2 separate regions of the Mus musculus genome follow, and region 1 is linked to region 2. A link is a contact called in public targeted proximity ligation data. All regions are on one chromosome and are shown on one strand. The core of a region is the stretch at or near the end of the contact, and the rest is flanking DNA. Distances in the headings are between cores, read along the strand shown.

The links.
Region 1: a contact with region 2 is called in a targeted proximity ligation map of bone marrow-derived macrophages, with 5 times the contacts expected there. A contact is called at or near these places in 2 of 39 promoter capture datasets (cranial neural crest and maxillary cranial neural crest), 1 of 130 datasets of targeted methods (bone marrow-derived macrophages) and 2 of 9 other capture datasets (adipose tissue and liver).

Annotation. Positions count from the first base shown.
Region 1 is chr19:11,410,229-11,416,160 of GRCm38.p6, reverse strand. Ms4a4c (membrane-spanning 4-domains, subfamily A, member 4C) reads right to left here. Exons shown (of 7, transcript NM_029499.3): 2 at 1,210-1,369. The coding sequence starts at 1,344. Among named protein-coding and RNA genes, the nearest start is that of Ms4a4c, 5.5 kb to the right of the region's middle.
Region 2 is chr19:11,088,747-11,094,609 of GRCm38.p6, reverse strand. It overlaps the pseudogene Gm336. Among named protein-coding and RNA genes, the nearest start is that of Ms4a8a, 11 kb to the right of the region's middle.

The DNA of each region.
Region 1 (5,932 bases), core at 3,076-5,575, 320 kb before region 2:
ACATCACTGGGTGTGTACATATCTTTCTCTCCACTTCACTTTTGCTGTAAAAGTAAACTGCTCTCCATTTAAAAATTCTTCTTGATGTTTTTAAGGTATGCATATTCTATGTTAACATAAAACATATGTCATGAAAAATGATAATTTTTATAAGAGTTCGAACAGTGAAGTAGAAAAGAAACAAGTGTCTGTCTAATGGCAACTGTCCAGTGATTAGCAGCTTGGCCCGGTGAGTACTTTCATCATTTGCTGGCCTTTAACTTGCCTAGCATGTTATTTTTTAAAGTCCTCTATTATTTTTAGGCACATTCTTCTGGAAGTGAATAGAAGTATGTGGAGAATGGAGGGTTGCTCAATGGCATTGCAATTGTTTATATAGAACACAATGGGTTTGACAGCCACAGGCCAGGCCACAGCTGTTGCTTTATCGCTTTTTCTCTACACTGAGTTAGATATGATCATCTTAGAAGATCCATCCCATAATAAGCCACCAAACACGGACACTATTGCATATGCCAGCAAGATTTTGCTGAAAGGACCCTGGTATAGCTGTCTCCTGTGAGGCTAAGCCAGTGCCTGGCAAATACAGAACTGGATGATCACAGTCATCTATTGGATGGAACACAGGGACTCTACTGAAGGAGCTAGAGAAAGTACCCAAGGAGCTGAAGGGGTCTGCAACCCTATAGGTGGAACAAAAATATGAACTAACCAGTACCCCGGAGCTCATGTGTCTAGCTGCATATTGTAGCAGAAGATGGCCTAGTCGGCCATTATTGGGAAGAGAGGCCCTTTGGTATTGAAAACTTTATATGCCCCAATACAGGGAAACACCAGGGTCAAGAAGTGGGAGTGGGTGGGTAGGGGAGCAGGGCGGGGAGGGTATAGGGGACTTTCGGGATAGCATTTGAAATGTAAATGAAGAAAATATCTAATAAAAATTTGAAGAAAAAAAGAAAAAGAAGAAGATCCACAGCCGGGAACTTACCTGCAGTCTGTATATTTTAAATGGATTAAACTGGAATTCTGATGGCATAGATTAACATGTCAGTTTTCAAATGATAAATATGAAACTCAAATGCTTTTGCCCTTGGGATTTATTGAGGTACCAAGAAGATAGTGAGAGAGGTCATTGAATGTCTGCATTGTTTTAAAAACCATGTGCATATTTACAAAATCATTCTCCCCTGAGATCCAAAGATGTCTTACCCCAAGGACTTTGGGTTCCCCCTTCAAGAATTTCTCCTTGTTCTCGTTCCACATTTGTGATTTCATAACAGAATTCTCTGAAGGTGGAGCACCTCCAGGAACCACTGCCATGGTGGTCTGTTCCTGTCCTTGCATGGTTTCCAGGGCAGCAGAAACAGTACTGAAATAAGAATGAAGTTGTGGATGAAGTTCTGGAAATAATTCAATGCCAGGTTCCCACTTAAGGGTAAACTCCAAGTAAAATCTTCCTATGTTATAATAATAATAATAATAATAATAATAATAATAATAATAAGCTTAGATAAGATAGAAAAACAGTTTTAATCTCTTGGTAAGGGAAGGTCTCCCAATTCTATTTCCAATTTTATTTTAAATGCTCACACTTTTTTCTTTATATATTGACAAATACTTTGGACTTCACTTTTCAAGTTAGTAGTTGGAGCATTTGTGCATGTTGACTTCATCTTCAGGAGGTGCACCCCATGTCACCATCAGCTCCCACAAAAAAAAAAAAAAAAAAAAAAAAAAAAAACTCACATCTGTGCAATCTCCTCATAGAGTCTCTGGCTTCCGGCAGATACAACTCCCCTCTGCCTGTGAACTACTCAACCAACCTGCAGTGCAAGAAGTTAAGCAGTCTCTGGTACTTTCCTCTAGTGAGAATTGTGGTCTTTAAAAACCCAGGTAGTTATGATATGTGAATGTTTTTTGTTTTAATCCAAGGTGTGGGATATGGGGCAGCTTCAGATTGGCCACAGCTGATAACTAGGAAGGTGTGGTACTGTAAGAGTGGCATGATTTTTGCCAACTGCAAATGTTTGTACTTAAGAGAGTATGAATGTGAGAGTCCAGAGCCCTGAGCAAGCCTGTGATGGCTGCTGGTCACCTGCTGCTGCTAGCTCCTGCTGTTGCCTTTGCTGCTTTTGCTATTGCTGGATTGCCGGTTGCTGATTAGAGATATTCTGATGATGGAGATTGGATTTGCCCTCAGGAACTTGATTCCCCTAAGCAGTAGGAAGTTGCCTAATGAGATGTCAATGTCCTTTCCCCTCTAAACTTCCTTCTCGTCTATCTAGTATTGGGCTTTTGCAAGTGATTAGGGTAGAATTGGGGCAGGGAAGGATGGTAGATATAAGACCCCAATAAAGTAGCAAAAACATTTGCCTACACTTCCTTTTCATGTTCCAGAAGGCAAAGGTATTCTTAAGAGGGTCCAAGGTGAAGGGTTGAGTCCAGTGAAATGCACAACTTACTCATTTGGTACAAAGAACCTTTGCCATGCCCCTCAGAAATGCCTTCAGACCTCTGTGATGTGCTGAACTCCTGGGTTGTCTATTTATTCCCTGTTGGGTCACACTTACTAAGAGCAAGCATAAAGATGGGAATCTAAAGGGGAGCAAGACTCTCTTTTGTCAAACTAGAAATAGAAACAAACAACAAACAAGCCTACATCTCAACAGTTTTTGGTAATTGACGGTGATACAAAAATGAAGTCTGAGCAGAGAAAAACCTTTGCCTTCAAGGTCCAATAATCTGAGGGATTGAGAGATGGCTCGGTGTTTAAGAGTACTTGAGGCTCTTCCAGAGGACCCAGGTTTAATTCCTAGCTCCTATATGGCAGCTCATATCCACCTGTACCTAAAATTGTAGGGCATTAAACACCTTCTCTGGTCTCTTTGAGCAACAAATATGTGTGCAGCATACAGACATGCATGCAGACAAAACACCTATACACATAAAAGATTGAATAATTTGAAGTTTTTTTCATAGCTTTCATTAAGATGGGAATTCCTGTTTACTGACATTCTTTGGATCATTCTGAATTCATCAGGGCAAAAGTTCATTGGGCACAATTGCTACCAAGCATCTTTCTGATCTTCACACTGCTAAGTGTTTTCTCATTGCCCTCCATTAATGAACATCTATATCAGAGGCTTCAGCTCTTGGCCTTTGAGTCCTACTTCAGGTCACAGTTCATCCCAAGAGCAGTGTAATCATGTCAGACTGAATGTTCAACCCCCATCATTGGAATTTCCACCAAATTCTGCATGGAGCAGACACTGTCTGAACTCATGGATTATGAAAATAATATGTAGGTGACAAAGATTAGTATTATTGAAGTTTATTAAGCATATGTGAAAAGATTGGTCAATAACATAAATTATTTCACTTTCAGGTGTTTGGTACCCTGAGTATAAAAAAATTGAAACAACTTCACACAGTGCTCAACTGAAGCCTTCTTAAAGCCTTTATCTTTTCTTTTGATTTTTGTTTAAAACTATTATTTATTTATTTATTATTTTAAATTTTAATTAATTTAAAATTTTATTATTTTAAAATTTATTTTTGATATTATACTTGAGTAGTGTATTTATATCATTTCCATCTCACCCTATCTTCTCTCGAACTTTTCTCATGATCTCCTACTTTCTTTATACTCATGACTCTTTCCCTTTAATTGTTATTGTTAAATATTCATATGATTTTACACACACACACACACAATGTTGGGTCCATCTAAGGTTGCTTGTATGTAAATATGTTTAGAAATGACCACTTAGACCTGGATAACCCATAAGGGAGCTTCTTGCTGGAGGAGTTAGTAATTGCCTGCAGTTTTCATCTGAGGGTGAACACCCAAGATCTTCTCAAGGGTACAACAGTGGCACTTGTTATGTTGAGGGCAGCTAAGAGATGTCTAATGGCCTTAAAGACACAATAGGAGAAAACCCATGCCTGGTATTGTAAAGATAGCCAACTACCTGTGACTGGTGAGGTCATGGACACTGGAGGAGAAACTTTAACAAGCCTTTGTCTTTTCCTTGTCCTTATCCTTTGCACCAAAATTGCCTCCCACCGTACAGTTAAATGTGCACTCAACCCAAGGTCAAAAGACTATTGTATGTAGTGAAAGGTGACCTCATTTTTTCTCATTTCACCTAGATGTCCCATATTCATCCAGTAAATTAAAAGCCATCATGTTGAAGCCTAGGAAGGCAAATTCCTGCACCTACCTACTTCCACAATGCCTGTCCTCTGTGAGAGAAGGGCCAAGCTCTGGAAAGGCACCCCAGAGTCTTTGCTCAGAGCCAGTGGCCACCCCACACTTGGTACCTTGCTCTGCTTAAATTTGCATAATTCTTCTAACACCTTTCTAAATCATAAAGGCTGTGATATGAATCTCTGAAAAAACACAACCACTTCCTATTTTTCTGTAAAAACTGTTAACTGACTTTCGATTCCTCCTCTAAGGCATATATATATATTGTGAAATATACTCAAAAGGAGTGGCTCCCATCAACTGAGTTTTTATTCCACAAGAAAATAATATCACTTACTGTGATGATAAATTTGGATATTTCCATTTCATAAAACTCCACCAAAGAATATAAACAAAATAGTATGATATATAAAAATGTTGTATGATGAATTTTTGTTAGTTATATACTGATAAAAAGAAAAACATAACTGAACAGAGTAGACATCCAAAATATAACAAATGTACAATATTAAAGATTTAATACACTCAGACTAATGTCATTTAGATGGCCTTTTCAAATCTGTTTGAAAAAATTCACACATTGTAGTTACATGTGTTTTCCTAGAGACATGTGTTTTTCTTTTTCTTTTCTTTTTTTTATTAGATCTTTTCTTTATTTACATTTCACATGTTATCCCCTTTCCTGGTTTCTCTTCCAAAAACCCCCTATCTCATCCCCCTCCCCCTGCTTGCCAATCCACCCATGCCTGCTTACCTGTCCTGGCATCCCCCTATACTGGGGCACTGAGCCAGTATATATAATAGTATACAAGACCAAGGTCCTCTCCACCCACTGATGTCCAACAAGGACATCCTCTGCTACATATGTAGCTGAAGCCATGGGTTCCTCCATGTGTACTCTTTGGTTGGTGGTTTAGTCCCTGAGAGCACTGGGGGTGGGGTACTGGTTGGTTCATATTGTTGTTTCTCCTATGGGGCTGCAAACCCCTTCAGCTCCTTCAGTCCTTTCTCTAGCTCCTCCATTGGGGATCTTTTGCTCAGTCCAATAGTTGGCTGAGAGCATCTACCTCTGTATTTGTCAGGCAATGGAAGAGTCTCAGACTGCCCCACCTGGGGATTGATGCCATATACAGTTAACAAACCCAGACACTATTATGGATGATATGTGTTTTTCTAGAAAACTGTGTGCATAGATTTTAAATGTTTGTGTGTACAGGAAACTCTTCCATCAGAGACTAATCATGAATTTATCATTGTTACACAACAACAATGAATACAGTGCTTTTCTGGGTCTAAGAAGCATCTAAAAGCTTATTCTCTAAGACAAACTTAACCACAGTCATTTCTTTCATTATCTCATTAGTCCAATGAACCTAAGATGCCTCACATAAAATCAAAACCACTTTCACATTACTTTGATAAAATATTTGATGTTGGGGAGATTTATTTAACATATGTTGAAGGGGTATTTAACATTATTTGGTGGCATAACAAAAGACATGACCACAGACGTTGACAGCTCTACTTAAGGTTATCTGGCTAAGTCACAAACTAAGACAGGTAATACTGGAAATGAGAGAGGTTACTGTTGCCTGGTGAAATAGAAACTGTGAGCAAGGCCCAAGGTTTTCTTGATACCACAATTTATCCCCATATAAACTAACCAGGGTCACATAACACTACTGGAATCCATTCTAAGAGCAAGACTTCCACTTACCTAAC
Region 2 (5,863 bases), core at 1,065-3,564:
AAAATACTGCTGTGGTAGGTCAGTACCAAGATGGAGCAAGTTGCTAAAAGTACCACCAGTGCCATTAACAACCATTTACATTGAGGAGGCTCTTTAATATTCAGCCCTTGGAAGCCTCCAGAATTCTGCCTAGATTGAGATATACAGTCTACAGAAAGAAGACCATACTCTGACCTAAGAAATAGTTCATATGTGTGTGCATATGTGTATGTACTCTTGTGCACGTATACATATATATGCACAAGGATGTGCAGGCCAAAGGGCAGTATCAGGTGTCATTCCTAAGATTCTATACACCGTGTTTTTTGATACAGAATATCTTACTGGTCTGGACCTGCCCAGACATGCTCAGCTCACTGGCTGGTAGGCTCAGGGGATCTATCTGTCTCTCCCTTCAAACAGCTGAGATTACAAGCACATACCACCACAGTTCGTTTTCAGCATGGGTTCTGTGATTTGAACTCAGATCCTCACCAACTGAGCTATCTCTCCAATCCCACGGGAGCTCACTTATCTTCATTTAACCCTTTAAAAAACAACAATTATTGTTTTTAAAAAATATTCATATTTTTCATTTAACATGCATATTTAATATTTTATAACAACAAAAGCTATTGTGAATACTACATATGTAAGTTATGTGTTTGGAGTTTGCCTTGTTATTTCTCAGTTTTACTGTGGTACTATCTCCAGGATCTATCACACAATGCCTCCAAAGACTATCACATATATAGTCAGCAAATTCTCTATTCCTGAAAATGTTTAGCAGAAATGTGAGCATCCTTGAAGGAAGTTGTGGTTTGAACATGACTTGTTTCTATGGGTTCATGTGTTGAAGACTTGATTGGTCATCCATCTCCTTGTTTCTCCATGCTTCCTGGACACCAGGAAATGGACAGTCTTTCTTACACATGTTCACTGCCACAGTGTTCAGCCTCACCTCAAATCTAAACCAGTAATATTTGCTGGCAATGATTTGAATACCTCCACCTCTCCTGAGGCTTCTCTCACCTCAAAGTTTCTGTCCCTTCAAGACAGTTAGCACCATTTCCAGGAAGTCAATAAAAAGAGAAAATCCCAACCTGAATCATAGCTGGTTCCTGAAACCCACATGACCTAAGGCCCAATTCTTACACTTCTTATTACTTCCCTCAGCACAAGGGATTGATGTCATTCATCTTTCTTAAAGGATGTTGCGCTATTTTATGGAGATATGCACATTACAGGAAATCTTCCCTTTAAAAAGGAAATGCACAAGAATATCAAGAAGAAAAATGTGTTTAATTTAAAAAAAAAGATCCTGCTAGACATTAAAGCATAATAAAGAATAATGAAAATATCATAGAAGTCACTCCTACATAGACAAGCAGGCCAGTTGTATAGAAGAAAAAAATTCACACAGAAATCGAGCTTTTAACTAAAGTGGCATTTCAGTGCACTGCAGTACAAATGAGTTGACAAAATTTCTAGAATATCCAAGTAGACTTTTGGAAAAGTATAAAATTATACTTAAACAGCTTATGCAATATTCAAGAATGAACTCATACAAGAAAATCAAGATGTAAAAATGAAAACTAGAGCTACAGATGTAGCTCAAGGAAAACACTTCCTCCAACATTTGTGAGGCCCTTGGTTTATTACCAGCACCACAGTTAAAAGGAAGAAGTAAAACAGCAAAATCACTAGAAAAAAACAAACATCAAGTTCCAGTTAATTGTGGGTTTCATGAAACACAGCTGAAGGAGACCAAGGAGAGACAAACTGGAAAAGAAGAAGTCCAAGTATTGCTATTTGCAGATTATATGATAATTTACATAAACAATCCCAAAAATTCTACCAGAAAACTCCTCCAGGTGATAAACATTTTCAGCAAAGTGGCTGGATACATAATTAACTCAAAAAAAAAAGTCAGTAGCCCTTCTACATGCAATCGACAAACAGAATAAAAAAAAGAAATCAAGGAAATAACAACCTTCACAATAGCCAAAAATAATATAAAATATCTTGAGGAAATTCTAACCAAACAAGTGAAAGACTTGTATGATTAAAAACTTCAAATTTTTGAAGGAAGAAATTGAAGAAGATCTCAGAAGATGAAAAGATCTGGCGCTCGCCCGCCGAGCCCAACCGCGCTCCCGCCTCCAGGTGCGGCGCGGGGTCCGCCCGCTCGACGCCGGGGACAGCGCCCCACGGGGACGAGCCGGCGCTGCGCTGCCGGGGCTCGCGGGCCGCGTGCGAGCGAGGCGAGTCCCCGGGGTGCGCTGGCCGCGGTCCGGTCCTGGATGCGAGAACGCAGCGCTTCGGGACGCGTGGAGTGCTCAGGCGGCTCTGGATTGTGTCGCTCGGATTGCGCGTCCCGCGAGTGGGCGTCGGAAGAGAAACCAAAGGCGGTTTGAGCACATGAACAGAAAATAACATTCTAAAGACTTTGTCAGAAGTGATAGGGAGGAAAAAAACCCATAAGAAGTACTTCCTTGTGTGTGTGTCTCATGGTGCAGCTTTTAACACTCACATAGTAATGAAGCCACCATTATGTCCTCAGTCAGCGAAGTAAATGCGGACATCAGAGATTTCCTGATGAGCATCAATTTGGAGCAGTACCTCTTACATTTCCGTGAATTCGGTTTTTATACCGTGAGGGACTGCACGTCGATAAATGACAGCGTACTCCATCAGATTGGAATATCACCTACTGGACACCGTAGGAGGATACTGAAACAGTTACAAATGATCTTTTCAAAAATGCAAGACTTCCCCATATATGCAAATGTGCATAAGGCAAAGAACGGCAGCACCACAAAAGAGCAACAACACAGTGATCCATCTTCCAGCAGCCACACCGGCATAGAGTGTTCCGATTCCGTTACTGTCCATAGACCTGGCCCGGCACCATCAGAGATGGTTACAACCAGTACCCTTAGTGAAGGAAACTGTCAGTCTCCGAAATCACATGATAAGCTATGTCTTTCTTCACATGACCTGCCCTGTCCAGAAGAAGAACTACACCAGAACGTGGATTCTTCGAAAGATTCTTTATTTGGTGGTGTAAATGTCAAAATAGATCCTTTGATTACCAAGAGGGCTGTGGAGTACACAGCTGGAGAAGAACACACAGAAAAAGGCAATTTGACCTCAGAAGATTACAGCAAGGCACTTAGTACAAACACTGAATGTCTTCCCTCTGGGGACTGTCCAACATCAGGCACACATTCTGGAAACGGGACGAATGGCGTATTAGAAAGCTTCCCGCCAACCCCGTTCTTTCAGTTTCAGGGCGAGATGGTTGTGAATGAACTGTACGTTCCGTCCTCACCAGTCCACGGCCCCATGAGAAGCCGGAGCAAGTTGGTTTCCAGACCTTCTCGATCATTTCTACTGAGACATCGCTCTGTACCAGAGATCCCAGGGTCAACAAAATCAATCCCAGGGAGCTATTTCCGTGACAGAAGAAGTAATACTACCTCAGCTGGAAAGTCTTTGACACTGAAAAATTCAAATGAGGATAATTCAACTTCCATCTTTCCTTATGGAGAGACATTTCTCTTCCAGAGACTAGAAAGTTCCAAGAAGCGATCTATAAAGAATGAGTTTTGGCCGCATGAGAACACAGTTAAAGAGGAAGCAGCCACTACAAGAAACTCTATCCTAACCCAGTCAAGCATATATGATAACAGGAAGGAAAAAGTGAGTGAAGACAAAGTCGAAGACATTTGGATACCCCGCGAGGATAAAAATAACCTTGCACAGGATTCGGCCTCTGAGTCAGAATACTCCACAGTAGAGGAATGCTTCCAGAGTTTAAGAAGAAAAAATTCCAAAGCGTCCAAGTCTAGGACTCAAAAAGCCTTCTACTTGGACCCCTTCAATAGGCACAGTTATCCTTTAAGCTCCATGAGTGGAAATACTGAACCGTCATCAACCATCTCAAATGCCATCTCTCCCTATGCCTGCTTCTATGGATCTTCAGCAGCCAAGGAGAAATGTGGATGGCTGGACAAACTCTCTCCTCAAGGGTATGGACAGATGCATTTTGTTTACTAAGTAGCCATTTTGATAGAGTAAAGATTGTTCTTTACTAAATCTGCCAGTGTTCTGTACCCTCTGCAATCCCCAAGATACTTTTTTTTTAGAATTAATTTTTTATTGGGTATTTTCCTCATTTACATTTCCAATGCTATCCAAAAAGTCCCCAATACACCCCCCCCCACTCCCCTACCCACCCACTCCCACTTTTTGGCCCTGGCGTTCCCCTGTACTGGGGCATATAGAGTTTGCAAGTCCATTGGACCTCTCTTTCCAGTGATGGCCGATTAGGCCATCTTTTGATACATATGCAGCTAGAGTCAAGAGCTCTGGGGGTACTGGTTAGTTCATATTGTTGTTCCACCTATAGAGTTGCAGATTCCCTTTAGCTCCTTGGGTACTTTCTCTAGCTCCTCCATTGGGGGCCCTGTGATCCATCCAATAGCTGACTGTGAGCATCCACTTCTGTGTTTGCTAGGCCCCGGCATTGTCTCACAAGAGACAGCTATATCTGGGTCCTTTCAGCAAAATCTTGCTAGTGTGTGCAATGGTGTCAGTGTTTGGAGGCTGATTATGGGATGGATCCCCGGATATGGCAGTCTCTAGATGGTCCATCCTTTCGTTTCAGCTCCAAACTGTGTCTCTGTAACTCTTTCCATGGTTGTTTTGTTCCCAATTCTAAGAAGGGGCACAGTTCCACACTTTGGTCTTCGTTCTTCTTGAGTTTCATGCATACGTTTAACAAATTGTATCTTATATCTTGGGTATCCTAAGTTTCTGGGCTAATATCCACTTATCAGTGAGTACATATTGTGTGAGTTCCTTTGTGATTGTGTTATTTCACTCAGGATGATGCCCTCCAGGTCCATCCATTTGCCTAGGAATTTCATAAATTCATTCCTTTTAATAGCTGAGTAGTACTCCATTGTGTGAATGTACCACATTTTCTGTATCCATTCCTCTGTTGAGGGGCATCTGGGTTCTTTCCAGCTTCTGGCTATTATAAATAAGGCTGCTATGAACGTAGTGGAGCATGTGTCCTTCTTATCGGTTGGAACATCTTCTGGATATATGCCCAAGAGAGGTATTGCTGGATCCTCTGGTAGTATTATGTCCAATTTTCTTTTTTTTTTTTTTTTTTTTTTTTTTCCATTTTTTATTAGGTATTTAGCTCATTTACATTTCCAATGCTATACCAAAAGTCCCCCTTACCCACCCACCCCCACTCCCCTACCCACCCACTCCCCCCCTTTGGCCCTGGCGTTCCCCTGTACCGGGGCACACAAAGTCTGCGTGTCCAATGGGCCTCTCTTTCCAGTGATGGCCGACTAGGCCATCTTTTGATACATATGCAGCTAGAGTCAAGAGCTCAGGGGTACTGGTTAGTTCATAATGTTGTTCCACCTATAGGGTTGAAGATCCCTTTAGCTCCTTGGGTACTTTCTCTAGCTCCTCCATTGGGAGCCCTGTGATCCATCCATTAGCTGACTGTGAGCATCCACTTCTGTGTTTGCTAGGCCCCGGCATAGTCTCACAAGAGACAGCTACATCTGGGTCCTTTCGATAAAATCTTGCTAGTATATGCAATGGTGTCAGCGTTTGGATGCTGATTATGGGGTGGATCCCTGGATATGGCAGTCTCTACATGGTCCATCCTTTCATCTCAGCTCCAAACTTTGTTTCTGTAACTCCTTCCATGGGTGTTTTGTTCCCACTTCTAAGGAGGAGCATAGTGTCCACACTTCAGTCTTCATTTTTCTTGAGTTTCATGTGTTTAGGAAATTGTATCTTATATCGTGGGTATCCTAGGTTTTGGGCTAGTATCCACTTATCAGTGAGT